Linked DNA regions of Macaca fascicularis: region 2 is linked to region 1. A link is a contact called in public Hi-C data. All regions are on one chromosome and are shown on one strand. Each heading gives the region's core, a stretch centred on a gene start, on an enhancer-like site or on the middle of the called end of the contact. The rest is flanking DNA. Distances are from core to core; before and after follow the strand shown.

The links. Hi-C and Micro-C count contacts between places; a contact is called where the count stands out from the background.
Region 2: a contact with region 1 is called in a Hi-C map of liver, with 4 times the contacts expected there. The contact joins the promoter of GEMIN8 here to the promoter of TCEANC in region 1. A contact is called at or near these places in 2 of 2 Hi-C or Micro-C datasets (liver and skeletal muscle).

Annotation. Positions count from the first base shown.
Region 1 is chrX:13,433,687-13,439,825 of T2T-MFA8v1.1, forward strand. It overlaps TCEANC (transcription elongation factor A N-terminal and central domain containing), which reads left to right and starts at 3,229. Exons shown (of 3, transcript XM_065538591.1): 1 at 3,229-3,291; 2 at 5,379-5,475.
Region 2 is chrX:13,799,818-13,805,956 of T2T-MFA8v1.1, forward strand. GEMIN8 (gem nuclear organelle associated protein 8) reads right to left here and starts at 2,857. Exons shown (of 5, transcript XM_015443621.4): 1 at 2,743-2,857.

The sequences.
Region 1 (6,139 bases), core at 1,979-4,478:
TGAAGCCAGACTTTCTGGTCCTTCATCATTTCTCCACTAAATATATTGCCATAAATGTATAGTAGAATAACATACCTTCTAGAGAAATTAGCAAAATGGACAAATGATACAGAAAAGGAGAATAAGAGGTGTGGAACTGATCTGGAGATTACTACAGGTACAAGAAGATGTTACATGGGATATTTCCTGACTCAGAGTTTTGTCCAAGGCCCCAAAGGTGAGCACAATGTTAAGTGTCTCCTGGTTCTAATGACAGATGTTAGACCATTTACCCAGGGCTTACTAAATGGTGAGCCCCCTTGCCACTCTTCAGCTTATGTACAGGAGAAGGCAAGAGTGAAAGAGGGTTGTTACAGTTCTGGAAGCTTCCTTCCCACCCCACTCCAAGGCAAGTGAGGGGGACTTTGACAGAACCACTCAGAGAGATGGACAGGTGCCCCTGTTGTAGAATGGTGTCTAACTCTCCAAAAAAACAAACAAACAAACAAAAAACAAAAAAAAAAAAAAATGAATAGGCGAGAAGCCAGCTAGAGCTACCTAAGACCGACTGTAAAGATGACGAGAAGGGCTGCAGAGGGAACAGCCCTGCTTCCAGGGCTGGGTGGGGAGCAGAGCCACTGGGTTGTTCCCATGGGCTAAGTACACATCAAGCAAGCAGCTGGGCCTAGGCTGTCTTGGAAGGACCCTGACCAAGAGGCCTGCAAGTGAGGTAACCTGACAGAAAAAGTTTGTGTGGGATGTACTACCAAAAGCAGGAGCCGGCAGTCAACCAGAGGGTACAGCATCTGAACCATGGAATGGGTAAGAAGAGGCTACCAGCAAAGGGAGGGTCCTCCAAAAGATCTCCAAAGTGGGCACCTCCAAAGAACAAAAGTGGTACTAGGTTGGTTTAAGCAGTCTGTGGCCCACCAGCCAGGCACTGCCTGACCCATGGAACTAGCTCTTCTGGGAGCCTCTGGGGATGTTCACTGGAGATACCATGTTTGCTGCTTCTCTGTCATTTCACCTGCATAAGTCTGAGAAATATGTTGCAGAACTTAAACATAAGGTTTCTGTTTCTATAATGTATGACTTTTTGTTCTATTTCCTAATATTCTGTAACTCCTGAGATTTCAAGGGAACTGTTCATTGTTTTAATCCTATGCCTTCCCTACTGTGACTTATAAGAACATCCCCAGTTAAGCCCAGTGTCTGGTCCTGGTGTTTTATCAGGAAATGAACACCGGCCGGCACCTCAGAACCCAGAAAGAGGCAGTTTCTCTGACCTCATTCCATGGAAAACATCTGTAACTGTTCCCTCAGCAATGTGTAACATTAGCCTCTGGAGAAGGCCCATAAAGGATTTTGCCTCTCTTCCTTGGGAATTCGCAGGAAAGGGCTGTCTGCATGAGCTCAGAATATCTGTTAATATATTGCCACTCAGAGACTTAATAAGGATTGAAAAGAGGTTTCCGCTGCACTAAGGGAAATTTATCAAAGAGAATTCCAGAGTATTGAAGCAGCTGAAAGATGATTTTAAAACAAAGGCCTGAAAACTATGCATGATAAATTATCACAGATGTGAGTACTTTTATAAGTATTCCATTTTTAAATTGCCCAAAAGAACCAACTTTTCAGCAACCTCTTTAGAATCCATTGGCAGCCCTAGATTCATTCCAGATGAACTTGGCCAGAAATTTCTACAGCAAAGGTCAGGGAGGTCCATTCACTGACCTCCCTTCCTTGCTCCTTGGCTATAAATTCTCACTTTTCCATGCCACATTTGAAGTTGAGCCCAATCTCTCTTCCCCACTGCAAGACCCTGTTGCAGTGGTCCCTATGTCTACCTCAATGGTCCTGAATAAAGTCTTCCTTACCATGCTTTAACAAGTGACAAGTGTCATTAAATAATTTTCTTTTCTTTTTTTTTTTTTTTAGACAAAGTCTTGCTCTGTCGCTAGGCTGGAGTGCAGGGCACGATCTCAGCTCACTGCAACCTCCGCCTCCTGGGTTCAAGCGATTCTCTGCCTCAGCCTCCCAAGTAGCTGGGATTACAGGCACGTGCCACCACGCCCGGCTAATTTTTTGTATTTTTAGTAGAGACGGGGTTTCACCGTGTTAGCCAGGATGGTCTTGAGCTCCTGACCTTGTGATCCACCTGCCTCAGCCTCCCAAAGTGCTGGGGTTACAGGCGTGAGCCACCACGCCCAGCCAAATAATTTTTTCTTCAACAAGGTATTATATAATTCTTAAGTGAAAATTGCATTACAATTTACAATGGCAAACATTTTAGCCCTGTAATAGACAGCAAGATAAAAGTAACCCCTGACAGCTCTGAGCTGACCCGGCAGTCACAGCTGGGCCTTGGTGCTCCGTGGAACATAAATACTTCACAGAACACCATCAGACGTGGCCACTCTTTGACCGGATGGATCAAGACAAAAACAAGACTCCTTTGTAATCACGTGGGAATGCTGAAAAAACATAAACATTGTCCAAACCACAAAAATGACCAAACATCCCCTATCCCAGTTAATGAGTTACTGGTCTTGTCTCCCCTCCTTTTAGGTAAGTTAATGAGTCACTGGTCTTGTCTCCCCTCCTTTTAGGTAAGATTTATTATGTTACTTAATCATACAATCGCCCTCCTTTCTGCCAGCACCCAGTCCAGAGTATTGGATTGGATAATCTGCTTCCCTGAACCTTTCCCCAAATTACTTTGGAGTAAGGCATCAGCATAGGAGGCTGTCACATTCGTTCAACCATCACTGTGCTTTTACTGGCCCTTTGCAGGCAAAGAATGAGAACGTGCACAGATGAGAAGTCCAGGATGCACATGACCACTCAATTAACATTTACTACTTTCATATCAACTGTTGCATGCTAGGATGTTAAAAACACTTTTTGAATTAATTACTGCGTTAAATAGATTCACATTTATGTCTACGGTTATGTGAACATCTAGCTGAACACTGTCTTGACTGTCCTGAGTAGAAGCAGAACAGGTAAGTTGTAAAGTACGTCAACAACCTTTGCTGCTAAAAAACGAAAGTGCAGTTTCTTTCTCTCGGGCCAGGGGCGGGGCCATAGCTCCTCCTCCAGGAAGCCGCGCGAGCCCAGTCCCACGGCCGCCGCCGTTCGCTCTACGCATGCGCCATTTCCCTAGTGCGCATGCGCTGGGTCCCAGGCCCACGTGCGCCAGCCTGTGGGCTTGGATTGGCTAAGCCTTGAAGTTGTCCCTGTCCCGGTGACCGGAAGTTCTCCGTGGACGCTGGGCGGCTGAAAGCTCCGGAACTGCGCCTGCGCTTTTCAGTGAGTCATGCTTCAGGTTTGCCAGGGCCTGTATCCCGCAGAAAGGCGAGCCCTTGTTCCCAGCGGAAGCCCACCCCGGCTCGCGGCGGCTTTCCGGTGCGCCCTGGGCGGCGTAGGTCCAAAGGTGCTCTCACCCCCGCCCCTTCCTCTCCGACTGCCGAGGTCGCCAGAGTGGGCTGAACCCTCGGGACTGCAGCCGCTTGTGTGCTGGGTGCTGGGCCGTCATCCCAAGATGACTGGCGGCAGGCTTTGCATGTTGCTCGACCCCACCCACCGGAACTCGAACCCGGGTTAGACCGGGCTGTTGGGCTGGTCTCTTCCTCTCGCTGCACCTTTACTAGGGGTCACCATTAAGGGAAAGGGCCCTAGCGCAGTACTGAGTGGCAGTTAAGTAACCGCTACACCACTGCCAACATTTGGCATCATTTCTCTCCATAGAGGGCGGGGCTCTCTGTGAAGCTGGGGAGCTGTAAGTGGGTTAGGGCTAGAAAGTTACACTTCCTCTTTAGGCTTTAAAGAGATCTAAAGATCTGAACAGATCTAGGTTATTATTGACTTTTTACCAACTTCTGGAAACATTGTTTCCAGAACTTTCCTCTCGTTCTTCTCAGGGTTTAGGCCATTTTTGTGCAGATGTGTGCACCTTGCTTACTATAATATTAGCTAATCTTTGTAAGTTTTTATATGGATCCAATACCATATTTCGTGCCTACTTTTCCTGGCACTGTATAAACTTTTTGGTATAGGTATGCATCTAAGCATTATCCATATTAGCATCAGTTCTAGAACCGTGGTGTCCAATAATGATAGCCATTAGTTACATAAGGCTTGAGCACTTGAAATGTGGCTTGTCCGAATTGAGATGTGCTATAAGTGTAAGACAGTGAAGTTTGGAAAATTAGCATGAAAAAGAATGTAAACTATCTCAATTTGTTTATATTAATCACGTGTTGAGATGACTATTCTGGATATACTGGGTTAAATAAAATGTATAATTTCAATTTTTATTTTTTAACATGACTACTGGAAAATTTTAAATCATATTTGTGGTTTACATGTTATATTTATGTTGCACAGCCCTGCTCTAGAAAAGGGTCAACAAACTATGACCTGCAGCCAAATCTAGCCTGCCTGTTTTTGTAAACAAGTGTTACCAGAACAAGATCATGCCTATCCATTTATGTTATTTTCTGTATCTGCTGTTGCTGCTACAAGAGCAACAGAGTTGAGTAGTCCATAGAGATTGTATGGCCTACAAAGCCTAAAATATGTACCTTCTGATCTTTAACAGAAAAAGTGTGCTGACCCCCTGCTCTAGAACAATGCCTGGTTTGGTAGATATTTTTAAGCCTTTTAATTGTAGACTCACATCCTGTTATTCACACTTACTGTGTGACAGCCATAGTTCAAAGCACTTTATCAAGACTTTCATTTAATTCTCATTAATCCTAGGATGTTGGATTTCTCCCATTTTGTAGATGAGGAAATTGAGGCACAGAATGGTCAGGAAACTTATCCAACTTGCTCAGCACCCCTCATTTCTAGGAACTGGACCTGCTTGACCTTCTTTATGCAAATGTTTTGACCCCCCAACCCCTTTTGATTAGCCCACAGTGGGCACCATGGTTCTGGTGGTGGTGGTTGTTTTGTTTTGTTTTTTTAACAAGATATATTTGAACTAGAATTTTTTGAATTATTTTTTTGAACTGGAATCGAGATGGACTTGGTCTCCTGCGGAAGAAGCCGAGGAGCACTGGGCTTAGGTGCAATGAGTACAAGCAAGCTGGTGTGTAGTGAAAAGAAATGAAGCTCACAAGCAGAGAAGAGAGAGAGCATCCTGTATGCTCATCACTCATTTAACAACAACAAAAATGTGTTAAGTAATAGTAAGCACTGGCTGGGTGTTTGCTAGGTGTGTATAGGTGAATAAAACATGTGGATCTTCTCTTATGGTCTTGTGGGGAAGGCAGTAAAAACGTTTTTTAAATGTGATGAACACCCTGAAAAAAAAAACATGCAAATTATTTACTGTTTTTAGCAGGTTTCCTCACCTGTAAGATGAAAATAAGCCATTATCTGTATTTCAGGAATATTGTGAGGATTGAGATGACAGGAGAGTGTATGTCCCAGAGAGTTGCTCAATAAATATATGTTGCCTTCCACTGTGAAGAGGTAAGTGAGGGGGTGAGTATCAGGGATTGTGTACATTATGACATTTAAAATATTACAGTTGTCATGTGTAATTTGTGGAGAAGGTTGTCAGCTGCATTGTTCACAGTAGGTGTTTCAAATCTTTTCTGACTGAATGAGACTCATCTAGAAAAAGCCAAAGTCAGAGTTGTCTGCATTCAGTCCAGGAGCAGAACCAGAGCTGTCTTTGGGGCTGATGGCAGCCTAACTGGGAGGTCCTGCTGGGGTGTGGAGGAGGGTTGTATGCCTGTGTGTGGTTTAAATCAGAGTCACCCTGGAGAGCTGAGCCAGTGTGCAGGCCCTACCCTCAGAGATCCTAATTCATCCTATCTGGAGTGAGGCCCTGCCATTGTTTGTTTTTGTTTTTTGTTGTTTAATTTCCCCCAGATGATTCTAATGTGCAATCAGGGTTAAGAACCACTAATGGTGGGAGATCAGCCAGGCTCAGGATGCTGCTTGAGCAAAGGCACAGAGCTGTGCCCATCAGTGGTTGAGAGTAGTCAAGAGGGAGGCCTGCTATGGCTCTTTTTGCCACTGGCCAAGAAGCTTTGGCTCCATCATGAAAGCAAGGGGAAACCTCTGAAGGGCTTTAAGCAGGAAAATGAGGGAATATCTTGCTGAGATCTGTACTAGAGGATGATCCCTCTAACAAAGTGCC
Region 2 (6,139 bases), core at 1,607-4,106, 370 kb after region 1:
GATCTGCTGGGCACTGCAGCAAAATAAGTGAAGGTATGGTGAGAAATCTGAGTGAGATACATTGAGTCATATGCGGTTCTAAGAATCTCTCTGTACATGCAATAATAACCCTATCACAGAAGATGTCTTCCACTAATACACACAACAGTAAGAACTTCCTCACTAAGACAAAGAATATAATAGGGTTTTGTTGAGGGCCGGGCTTCCTGCCCCACCTACTTAGGCAGCCCTGCCCCCATCCCTGGCTGGTTGCTGAGGCTGGCAAGCTCATCTGGCTTGATGCCCTCATGGGCTCCCTCCTGTGTCTTTGCATGGTCCCTGCTTAGTGATTTGGACATCAAAGATGGCTCAAGTCCAAACGGACTTCTTTCACCTGCAGGCATCCAAGCTCCATCTCGGGCAGGACATAGGCCTATTCAAGTGCACATGCCACTGTGTTCAGAAAGCCTGCACCTCCCCGTCTATAATAGCTACAGTTAAAACTGATGGGCAAGGCAGTCAAAAAACTGAGTTTTATTTTATTTTTATTCCCTGAATCCCCAACCCCAATTTACCCTCTTCTGGATGTTGTAATAAGTACTGTCACAAAGAAGGCATAGCAAGGGGAAGGAGTAAGACTGAAAGGATGTAGTTAACAATTCTTTTTTTCATACGAATGACATTCCACCCACAGAAGGGCATTGTTTAATTTGTCAGCAAGTGTGATGAATTTGTGAATGGATTTATTTGCAAGTTCTCTGAATCTCCATGTGACTAATATCAGAATCAAAAGTGAAATATGAGGCCAGGAACAAAGTTACCCTCTGACTCAGGAACACAACAAGCAATGGGGTGACTGAGAATGACATAATGATAACACAGTTCAAAAGAAGAAACAGATAAGTTTGTTTCACAGCAAGCATGTCCTTCATAAGCAAAACCTAATGTGACCATAAGGGAATAGGGTTAAATAGGCAGTTACTACAAATTAAGAGCACAACAGCAAAAACCATGGGTAGTTTAAAGTAGTTAAGATCGCTAGTACATTTCAGCAGTCTTATTTCAAATTTACTTTTTTCTATAAACATATTCATGGTAATTCCATGTTAATCTCTCTTTTCTGAATTTACAGGCACTTACTATGCCTCATTCACTTGGGCACTTACTCAATTACCTGTAGGCATGGATTCTACAATCTACTCCTTTTAAGTTTCCTATTTTCCTTCGAGCATAAAAATAAGAGCTAATATTTCACGCTCTTAGATGCTGTTGAAATTGTTGTTGAGCTTGTCTGTTGTTTCTTGATAATGTTCTCTCCTGCTACATCTATTCCCCAAAATCACTGAGGACCTAGTAACTCAAAAACTGACTATAAAGCACCAAATCTTTTCAGGAAGCAAATATTTAAGTACATTATGTTTTCAAGGATCTTTTCAATTCATCTGATATTTGATCAGCTACATTCTTTTTTCACTTGTCCAGCTGTTCCGTGGCTGAATTTCCTCTTGTAGAGAAGTTGTTCAAAAAAAGTTCTGTACCTACTTTGCAAACTCTCCAATTTACACTCTAGCCTTAATTGTTCAAAACTTTCCCCCATCATTCTCATCTCATCCTCTCCTTTAAAAAAACCCCAAAATGATTAATCACCATCTATATAACAGTTTCAGAATGAACATTTCTCTCTGGAACTTTAGTTTGTATACTTCCCCAGTACGGCAATGAACACAGAGGGGATTTATACACCTGTGAACTTGATTTCAGTTATGCTTATTCAAAGTTACTAACCAGCAGTCTTTAAAAATATATGGTTTCTGTTCACACTGAAATTCCAGAGACTGTTATTCTGATAAATTATGCTAGCAAAAATAGTATTTTTAAAAGGTAGCTTTCATCCTACAATTCATGGGAGCTGTGAGCATACATAATCCCAGAAGTGTTGCATTACTAATCTTTAGTCTAGATTTTTCAAGTAATGTTCTGATTTGAGATGAAAAACAGCTGAATGCACAGCCTAGACTGTCAAACGAGTTTAAAAACATCATTCCTGAAAAAAACAAAATTGTTCAGAACCATCTAATCTGTACTAAGGGAACATCAAGATTTCAGAGATAAAATGCACTTCATTGGCCACTGGTTCAACTACAGCTCATTACTGATAAGTGGGCACAGACACAAAGCCCATAAACTGTAGGCGCCAGATGTCTCAAGATAACTCCCACCAAAAGCTCTGACCTCCTGCAGAGGTTAAAGTGCAACAGAAAAGAAAGAAATCTCGAATTTTTGAGCAGACAGGCCAATATCCTAGACATACTCCAAGTATGTGGCTGTCCAGGGCAATTAGATTCAGATACTGGGCTGGATGGGCAAAATCCAAATTCACCTACAGACCTTAACACAGTGGTTCTCGGCACGCCAGAATCACCTGGGCAGCTTTAAAAACCACCGAGGCCAGGGCCCCACTATTAGAGACTCGGATTTGTCTGGGATGGGGGCCCGGGGATCAGAATTGTTAAAGAGTCGTCCAGTGATTCGGAAGCACTGTAGAGCTGAGAGCCTCTGGGACTGGTCCCCTCTCACAATTAACCTGCAATGATTTAGGAATCTCATGGGCCTCTGGCCCCACCTTTTGTCGCGGGGTTAACATAATTATGATAGCAATGTGACGTCCAAGACCTCGGCTCTCTGCGCATAAGAAGCCAGGGCCCGGGGCCTCTAAGCTCCTCCCTCACTTCCCAAAGGAAACCCAGCCGTCCCCGAAGTCACCTCGTGGGCGCGCAGCTTGCGGATCCTGGGCGTTGGCCGAGCAGGGGCCTGGTTTTCCTTGGAGACACAGAGGGGGAATGGGGACACGAGGGGGGCGGCTGTTGCCGGGGCGACTGGAAGCGCGCTTCCGGTGCGGAACACTTGGCGCGGCGCGCCGGAAGTCCCCCCTGCGTCGCGGACGCCACGTTCGCACCGCAGGCGGTGCTGTGCTGGAGGCCGGAAGCTGCCTGCTGATCGGCTACTCCGAGTGGATCGCCTGGTCGGCAGGCGTGGGATGGCGGCGGGTAGCGGGGCTGGAGGGGAGGGTGCTGCACCCGGCAGGGCGCTGGGACCGCCGCGGGCACCCGCGCCGGGGGTCGGACGGTGCTGTCTCCACCGGCGGGTGTGTTGCTTCTGCATGGCCTGGGTCTCAAGCCTTTAACTTTTTGTCCTTTCCTCAGCTTTCTTCGTTTTCCTTCCCTTGTCTTTACTTAGCCTTCTCTTTCTTCCTTTCTGTTTTCTTTCTTAACTAAAACAGAGTTTTAGTTTCTTTCTTTAATTTGTCCCAGGGGAAAACGCCCAGGCTTTGAAAATAGATTAACCCAGATCTCAGTTTGAGTGCGATTCCAGTGCTAGGTAAAACCTCCCCAAGCCTCGTGTTTCTCGTCAATAACATATGCATAACCTAATGCGCAGTGCCTGATGCATTGCAGCAGACAAAACATTAGTACTTACTAATATGTTTGTAATTATAACCACAGCAATATCTGCCCTGTTAACAACACAAGAATCATTAATAAGAACCAAGCATAAACAATTAGAAGTCTTACGTGACATATCATTTCTGGGGCAATTAATCATATTTAATAGTTTCTGGGAATTTATTCCAAGGAAAAACAGGTACGAACCAGGTGTTTATTACAGAATTATTTTAAAAAGTGAAAATTGGAAATGACTTAAATGCCCAACAAGAGAATGGCTAAGTCAATTGGGTGATATTAATGACGTGACATTACTATGTTATTCCTATGGTATAAAAGAATTAAATGGTATAGAAGAATATAAACTTGAACAAATATTTACTGGATGCCTATTATGTGCCAAGTATTCTGTGTTAGCACTGTCCGTTGTAACCCTTACATGTGGCCGTGAGAACCTGAATTGTAGTAGTCTGAACTGAGATAAATTACACTACAGATTTTGAAGAAGAATGAGAAAAAGAATGTAAAATATCTCAATTTCTTTGTAGTGATAACATCTTAGAGAAGGACTATTGAGGTTAAATACTAAAATTTCATCTTTATATTTTTACTTTATTAGTGTGGCTACTAGAACATTTAAAATTATATGTGTGGCATGCTTTGTATTTCTATTGTACCGTGGTATTCTATTTACCAGATACACAGTAGTAAACAATACAGTTTTGGGGCTCATAAAATTAAATCTTTTGTGTAGAACATAGACAATCAGCAGATAAATAGAATTGTATGTTGTGGTAAGTTATATGAAGACAGTATAGCAGGGTAAGGACCAGAAAGTATATGTATATAGAGGGGGATTATTTTAGAAAAGATGATTCCTCCTCCTCAGAAAATGGATGTGGGAGGAAATGAGATACCTATGGATAGAAGCAGGAGATGGTAGGAGGGTGATGTCTTGTGGGAAAAGTCAGGTTTGGATTGAGAGAGATAAGTCAGTTGGGGCCTGGTGGAATCTCTACCTGAAGGAAGAAGCCAGCATCTAGAGAGGAAGGAAAGAAAGATGGAGAGGGGTAAGATAGGGAGAAAGAGCTCAGGGGGTTCCTGGGAAAGGCAGAAGGATGCAGGCCTAGAGTGGATATAGTTCAGGTAGAGCAATTCCTGGTTCTATGAATGAAAAAATAAAATATATGTGGTATACTATGGCATTAGATAGAATATTAGTTGGCTGCTGTCACAGAGACCCAGAAGAGGAGTGGCTCAAACTGTTGAGAAGTGTATTTCTATCTAATGGCAGTCTGGGTGTAAGGAGTCCAGAGTATGGCAGCTCTACCTGTCTCATAGCTCCACCCTCCCTGGTTTCTTGCCTTGGCCCACATGGTCCAAGATGGTGCACCACTGCACCTTTCAGCCAGTGGGAAAGGGAAAGCCAGAGGCATGCCCTTTACCTCTAAGGATTTCTCCACCTTGGCACTATTCACATTTGGATAATTCTGTGTTTTGGGGGTTGTCCTGTGCATTGTAGGAGTTTTAGTAGCATTTCTGGTCTCTACTCACAAGATGCCACTACTGTCTCCCAGTTGTGACAGGCAAAAATGTTCTCAGACATTGCCAGATGTCTCCTGGGCTGGCGTGGGGGGGCAAAGTCACCCCCAGTTGAGAACCACTGCTTTAAGAGTACTACCAAGAGGTGGCCCACAGCACTTCTGATCACTTCCTACTAATGGCCTGAACTTCATTACTTAGCCCTCCTAAGGGTAAAGGAGCTTGGAATTGTCTTTTTCAGATGGCCAAGTGCCCAGCTAAAAGTTGACTAAAGAAGAAAAGAAACTAGCTGATTCTCCCATACCCTTGTTGCTACAGGGAATGGAAATTTTGTAGCTGATTGAGGAGGTAGTCCTGTTCTTTTCATCTTTAAGTCTGAGTTTTAGTCATTACTCACTTTAACTCACTTGCATAAAAATACTGGTGGTGGGGAACACTAAGCACCTAAGGAACAATCCTATTTGAAAAGAATGGGGATTGTTACTCCAGGGGGTTGACCAGGGAGAGAAAGCGAATTTTGAAATGGAGGCTAGAGGAGGTTTGATTTTCACTTGTCGTTTAGCGCCATCTGGTGGATATTTACAAATGGCAATTCCTCGGTATTTTCTTTAATTTTTCTCAGGCATACGCTTCAAATTTTAAATGGATTATGGCAAAACTTTAAAGAATCCTGTCAGATGAGGAACTCTAAACATGATCTCTCACTTTCGGCACTATTGGCATTTTGGGCTGCATAATTCATTGTGGGGGCTATTCTGTGCATTGTAGGATATTTAGAAGCATTCTTGGCCTCTGCCCACTGGATGTCTGTCCCTGCCCCCATTTATGACAACCAAAAATGTTTCCAGCCATTGACAAATGTCCCTAGGGTGAGGGTGTGGGGAATGGCTTCTGGTTGAGAACCACTCCTTCAAACAAGGCATCTAAAATCCTAGTGCCTGTTAAGGCATAGTAGTCCCCTATCAGTGTATCCTGGTGTGTCTGGAAAGGATGGGGAGGCAGTGCTGGGAGAAAACGGCACCAGATGCAGCACGACATGTCCTCTCGTTTACACTTTGGAGATTTTCGCTCCTGTTTATCTCAACCAAGTAGAGATTGAGGGAGAGAAGCCAAAAGGCATGGCTAGAGGATGTAGTTTCTTTAAAGGACCTATGGTAAGGAAATATATAGAGGTT